Linked DNA regions of Mus musculus: region 2 is linked to region 1. Evidence: chromatin contacts called from public promoter capture Hi-C data. All regions are on one chromosome and are shown on one strand. The core of a region is the stretch at or near the end of the contact, and the rest is flanking DNA. Distances in the headings are between cores, read along the strand shown.

Region 1 (2,926 bases), core at 427-2,926:
ATTTATTATTGTATGTTAGCAGGTGGTGTGTGTGGAGGGGGATGTTGCACCTAACACAGCAAACATAAAGGACTTCATTCTTTCCATCCAATTTTATGTGGTTTCTGAGGATCAAACTCAGATTGCCTTAGAAAGAGAGTAGGATGGCTGGAGAGATGGCTTAATGGTTAAGAGCACTGGTTGCTCCTCAAGGGGACCTGGGTTCAATTCTCTGTACCACAATGGCAGCTTACAACTATCTATAACTCAAGTCCTAGGGATATGATGCCCTCTTCTGATTTCTGTGAACACCAAGCACACGTATGATGCACAGACAGACATGTGGTCAAAACGTCCTTTTTTTTTTTTTCTCCCAAAAAGAATACAGTTGAGGTAGGCAGTTATCCCAGCACTCGGAAGGTAGAGGTAGCTCTCTGTGAGTTTGAGGTCAGCCTGGTATATAAAGTTCCAGAACAGCCAGCTCTACACAGAGAAACCCTGCCTTGGAAAAAAACCCAAAATAAAAGAATACAGGAGGGGGAGGGAGAGGATGGGTGGGTGAGGAAGCACCCTCATACAGGCAAAGGGGAGGGGGGAATACGTGGGATGGGGGAACGGTTGCTGGAGAGGTAACCAGGAAGTGGGATATTATTTGATACAAAGGAATGGAATGATTAATAAATTTAAAAAAATTTTTTTTAAAAAAAGAATACAGCCGGACATGGGAATACGCCTTTAATCCCAGCACTCAGGAGGCAGAGGCAGGTGGATTTCTGAGTTCGAAGCCAGCCTGGTCTACAGAGTGAGTTCCAGGACACCCAGGGCTATACAGAAAAACCCTGTCTCAAAAAAAAAACAAAAAAACAAAAAAACAAAAACAAAAACAAACAAACAAAGAATACAGTAAAAAGGCTGAAGAGATGGCTCAGTGTTCAGTAGCACTTACTGCTCTTACACAGGACCCACATATAAAAGTTCATGGCTAGGGGCTGGAGAGATGGCTAAGAGCACGAACTACACTTCCAGAAGTCCTGAATTCAATTCCCAGCAACCACATGGTGGCTTATAACCATCGGTAATGGGATCCTATCCCCTCTTCTGGGATCCCCTCTTCAGGAGTGTCTGAAGACAGCAACAGTATATAAAGAAAAGAAATAAATCTTTTTTAAAAAAGTTCATGGCTAGCCTGATCCATTGTGAGTTCAAAGCCAACTTGAGCAACCTAGTAAAACTGTTGTCAAAATAACAAAGGGGAAAACAAAACAAAACAAAACAAAACAAAACAAAACAAGAGGGCTAAGGGTGTGGCTTAGTGGTAGGATGCTTCCTAGAATCCCCCAGTAAGGGGCAGGGAATGTGGAAGTGGAGGAGACTTGCCTAGCTTGTGTGAGGCCCTAAATTCAATCCTCAGTGTTGAATGGGGGGAAAGAACCAACCCAGCCCATGTGCATCTGCTTGTTTTTGCAAAACTAAGCCTGAGGAGGGAAGCTGACAAACAAGAGAGGCTGATTGCACCAGGGCGGAGGGAGAACAAGGAGCTGAGGAGAAGTACACACATTTGCAGGATTTTCATCCCTGGAATTATGTTAGTATTTTATACATTCAAGGAATAAACCCAAAGCCAGGTGTGATGGCGGAAAGCTTGCTGAATAGGGGGAGGGGGTGGAGAGCAGTCAAAGCCACACAGCAAACTCTGTCTCAACAGCAAAGCAAGCCAAAGCAAGCAAACACATAGCAACAATAAATAAATAAGAACAAGAGTGGTGAACAATCCCGGTAACTTTCATTCTCGTCCCTCCCTCCTTCTTTCCCTCTTTTGTTGTTGTTGTTGTTGTTGTTGTTGTTGTTGTTGTAGGATAGGCTGGCTCTCCCTTGCTATGCCCCACAGCCTGACTTCAAGCTGTTGATCCCCTGCCTCCAACTCCAGAGTGCAGATCCCATAAGCGTGCCACCACACCTGCTTCAACTTCTTTCTGAACTCGTTCCCCAAGGGAAGCGACTCTCTCCAGAGCCAAGGGCACAAGCCAAGGACAGTAAAGTGTCCTTTTGTCCAAAAATAAGAAATTACACCCAGGAGGTAGTGGTGTACTCCTTTAATCCCAGAAATTGGGAGTCAGAGGCAGGCATATCTCTGAGTTTGAGGCCAGCCTGGTCTACAGAGCTAGCTCCAGTTCTCTGTGTACCCCTGGCTGTCCTGGAAGTCACTCTGTAGACCAGGCTGGCCTCGAACTCAGAAATTTGCCTGCCTCTGCCTCCAGAGTGCTGGGATTAAAGGCATGTGCCACCACGCCTGGCTTATAACCCAAATTCTTTTTTTTTTTTTTTTTTTTTTAAATTTTTTTTTTTTGATTTTTCTTTTTTTTTTTTTTTTTTTTAAAGATTTATTTATTTATTATATGTAAGTACACTGTAGCTGTCTTCAGACACTCCAGAAGAGGGCATCAGATCTCATTACGGGTGGTTGTGAGCCACCATGTGGTTGCTGGGATTTGAACTTTGGACCTTCGGAAGAGCAGTCGGGTGCTCTTACCCACTGAGCCATCTCACCAGCCCATAACCCAAATTCTGTACAGATTATTTTGTTATTTGAAATATGGTCTGCGGGCTGGAGAGATGGCTCAGCGGTTAAGAGCACTGACTGCTCTTCCAGAGGTCCTGAGTTCAATTCCCAGCAACCACATGGTGGCTCACAACCATCCATAATGAGATCTGACACCCTCTCCTGGTGTGTCTGAAAACAGCTACAATGTACTTACATATAATGAATAAATATTTAAAAAAAAAAAAGAAATATGGTCTGCACCTAGCCCAGACTGGGTAGAACTTGCTATGTAGCTAAATATGACCTTACCTTCACTAATTCTCCTGCCTCCACTTCCTGGGGTGACAAGCGTGCACTGCCATGCCTGTCTTATGCATTTCTGGGGAAGGAAACCATGCTCTTCAA
Region 2 (2,859 bases), core at 140-2,639, 1.2 Mb before region 1:
AGGTCGGCCATAGTGAGATCCTGTCTCAAAAAACCCCAAACTAAACTCAAACCAAAACCAACCAACTAACCAACCACCCACCCAACCAGAGAGAGAGAGAGAGAGAGAGAGAGAGGACACAAAGACATGCAGAAGGCTTGAGAAAGAGAGACAGAGAGACACATGGCCCAGACACAGAGGGGCAGAGCCCAAGTGATAAACAGCTTAGAGAAATATACAGACACACCGACCGCCAGAAACACACGGACAAAACCACAGAGAGATCGTGTTAATCCCACCACTGGAAAGTGGTGGCTGGAGGATCAGAAATTCAAGGCTGTACTTAGTTACATAATGAGTTCTAGTCTAATGAGGGCTACATGGGACCTACTATGTGGAACATCTTTCATTTCAAATCTTTTATCTCATTCCCCAAACAAACAAAAACCAAAAGCTATGCAGAATTTCACAGCAATCCAGATGACAGACAATGGACATGTGTGTGTGTGTGTATGTGTGTGCACACACACACATACACAGAGAGAGAGAGAGAGGGAAGAGAGAGGAGAGAAAGATCAAAGAGTCCAAACCCAAGAGGGGAAGAGAAGCCCAGAACACCCACAGAAACAGAACTGCACTGGAGGGAGGCATGGAGGGGGCGAGAAAGCTTGCCTTGCCACCACTAGCTTCCCTGGAGTTCAAGGTCACGGCTTGACTGGGAGTGGGGGTTGGTGGTGGGAGGATACTAAAAATGTTCCTGTTGGTTAGAAAGAGGAGGGGCTGGGAGAGTGAGGGCTCTCCAGTCTGACATCTCATCCCCTCCCCCCTCCCCACACCTGCTTCCCAGCTTTAGCTGCCTGTTGTCACCACGGTGGAATTCTGGTGGTGGACAAAAGAGTGGGGGTAGGGAGGGGGGAGACATTTGGACAGAGACAGAGAGGAGAGAGATGGAGGAAGCGGGGGGGGGGGCATGTGGGGAGGGGGGAAGGACACAGAATATACAGATGGAGGCCAGAGACAGAGGCCATGAGAGAAGTTTGAGAGAAGCCACACAGAGGTAGAAATAGAACCTCACTTAAGACATTCCCCTGGGTCATTAAGCCTCCTTTTCCTGTACTGTTTCCAGTCTTGGGAACTCCAAAGCACTGGGTATTGTTGGGTACTCTAAGAGGGTTTGAGGGGTGGCCTGATGGAGCCTGAGCCCTACGGTGTTTGCTGATGGAAATCCTACAGGGATGTTGAAGCCGATGACAGGTGTTGGACCCCCAAACTGGATGGAGCCAGAGGGGGCAGGGCAGGGCTCTGAGCATGGGGGATGGTGTCTGAATATCGGAATCCTCGCCCCCTCCTCCAACCTGGGGCGGGGCTCAGCACCTAGCTATAAATCCAGGGGGTGCGTCACTGTCCTCAGAAGCCTCAGACTCCCTCTACAGCATCTGTGGACCCAGCCTTAGGTAACTGTCTCTGAGTTCTTAACACTGATGTCTTTGGGGAATGGGGGCCAGGTGTGACAGTGGGGACAGAATATTCTCTTCCTTCCTCCTCCTCCTCCTCTTCCTCCTTCTTTGAGACAGTCCCATTCGGTAGCCCAGGCTGGCCTTGAGTTTGCAATCCTTCTGCCTCCTGAGAGTTGAGATTATAGGCAGCAGCAACCCAGCTAAGCCTGAGCCTTTGGGAAGACTTGGAGTGGCAAAAGTGGAGGGGTAGAATCTGGGGGGGGGGTACATAATCTGGGGCTGCTCTTCTTAACATTGTGGAGGAAGCATTCTGAAGGCAGAGGCATGTGGATCTCTATGAGTTCAAGTCTAGCCTGGTTTACAGAGTTCTGACTAGTCAGGGCAACATAATAATATCATCTCAAACCAAAGCAAAACCAAACAAAAACGGTTCAGAGACTGGGAAATTGTGGAAGGGCAGGTGCCCCGTGAATTAAGCTTTGGAGAGTATGAGGTACGGGGAACTGGGGAGGGCTTAGGGCCAGAAGTCCCAGTGCTCAAGAGGTTGAGGCAGAGGATTTTGAGTTCAGGGCCAGCTGAGAAACAACAATGTCCTGTCTTGGAATACAAACAAAGAAACAGCCAACTATTAGGAACAGTGACACTGTTATTCGTGGTGTCCTAAAAGGGATCCCTGAGTTTGGTTGTCAGGTATTTGAGGATCTTATATCTGGGGGCAGACTGTTCTGATGTTCTGGGAGGCACAAGAATCAGGAATTCAAGGTTATCCTTGGCTACATAGTGAGTCTAAGGCTAGTTTGGGTTATATGAGACCGTGTCTCAACACCACCCTCCAACCCTCTTCCAATCCTGAGGGTCTGAGACTGTTAGTGCCCAGAATTCATGTGCTGGTATGAACTGGGCACCCAACCGAGAGATGCGAAGATTTCTTGGTCTCACACAACAGGGGCATAGGACTGGATCTCAGAATCTGTGGGTAGTGAGCTTTGAAGATCTCAACCTGGGGGCTTTCAGGCCTAGAACAGCAGAGTTTGGATGAGGGGGTCACTGACTTTAGGGTCTCAGGACGAAGCTGCTCTTGATACAGCCATCCCTTTGTGGAATGTAGGGGGAAGGGGAAAGCGGGACAGGATGGGAGGAATCAGGGCTGTGGTAGGAGGGGAGCAGTGGGGCTGGGGTGGGGGGAGCCCCACTTCTCCAACTCCTTATTGGGAAATGTCCTCTGTTTCTTTGTCTGTGACATTCCCCCAAAATAGCACTAGAAGTGGGGCAGCTATTGTCTTTAAATCCTGTCCCTTTTCCAGTATCTACTAATCCCTCCAGGGATCAGGTTCTCATGGACCTGTCCCAGGACAAAAGAAAACAGCTGTGGTGAAGGAGGCCTACTGCCGCCTGCTTGTGGGGCTGCGGCCTGGCCTCCATG

Evidence for each region. Promoter capture Hi-C pulls out the DNA fragments that hold promoters and counts their contacts.
Region 2: a promoter capture Hi-C map of embryonic stem cells shows a contact between it and region 1, with 3 times the contacts expected there. The contact joins the promoter of Tnnt1 here to the enhancer-like site in region 1. A contact is called at or near these places in 5 of 39 promoter capture datasets (the HPC-7 cell line, cranial neural crest, embryonic stem cells and 2 more) and 3 of 115 datasets of contacts at active chromatin or transcription factors (embryonic forebrain and embryonic stem cells).

What each region holds. Positions count from the first base shown.
Region 1 is chr7:3,359,276-3,362,201 of GRCm38.p6, reverse strand. The region is part of intron 4 of Cacng7 (calcium channel, voltage-dependent, gamma subunit 7); the gene reads right to left. Among named protein-coding and RNA genes, the nearest start is that of Cacng7, 28 kb to the right of the region's middle. Within about 2 kb of position 1,676, at least 4 of the 459 cell types and tissues checked have an H3K27ac peak or open chromatin away from gene starts, as enhancers often do. A contact at or near this core is called in embryonic stem cells, where this site is marked.
Region 2 is chr7:4,514,505-4,517,363 of GRCm38.p6, reverse strand. Tnnt1 (troponin T1, skeletal, slow) reads left to right here and starts at 1,389. Exons shown (of 14, transcript NM_001277903.1): 1 at 1,389-1,433.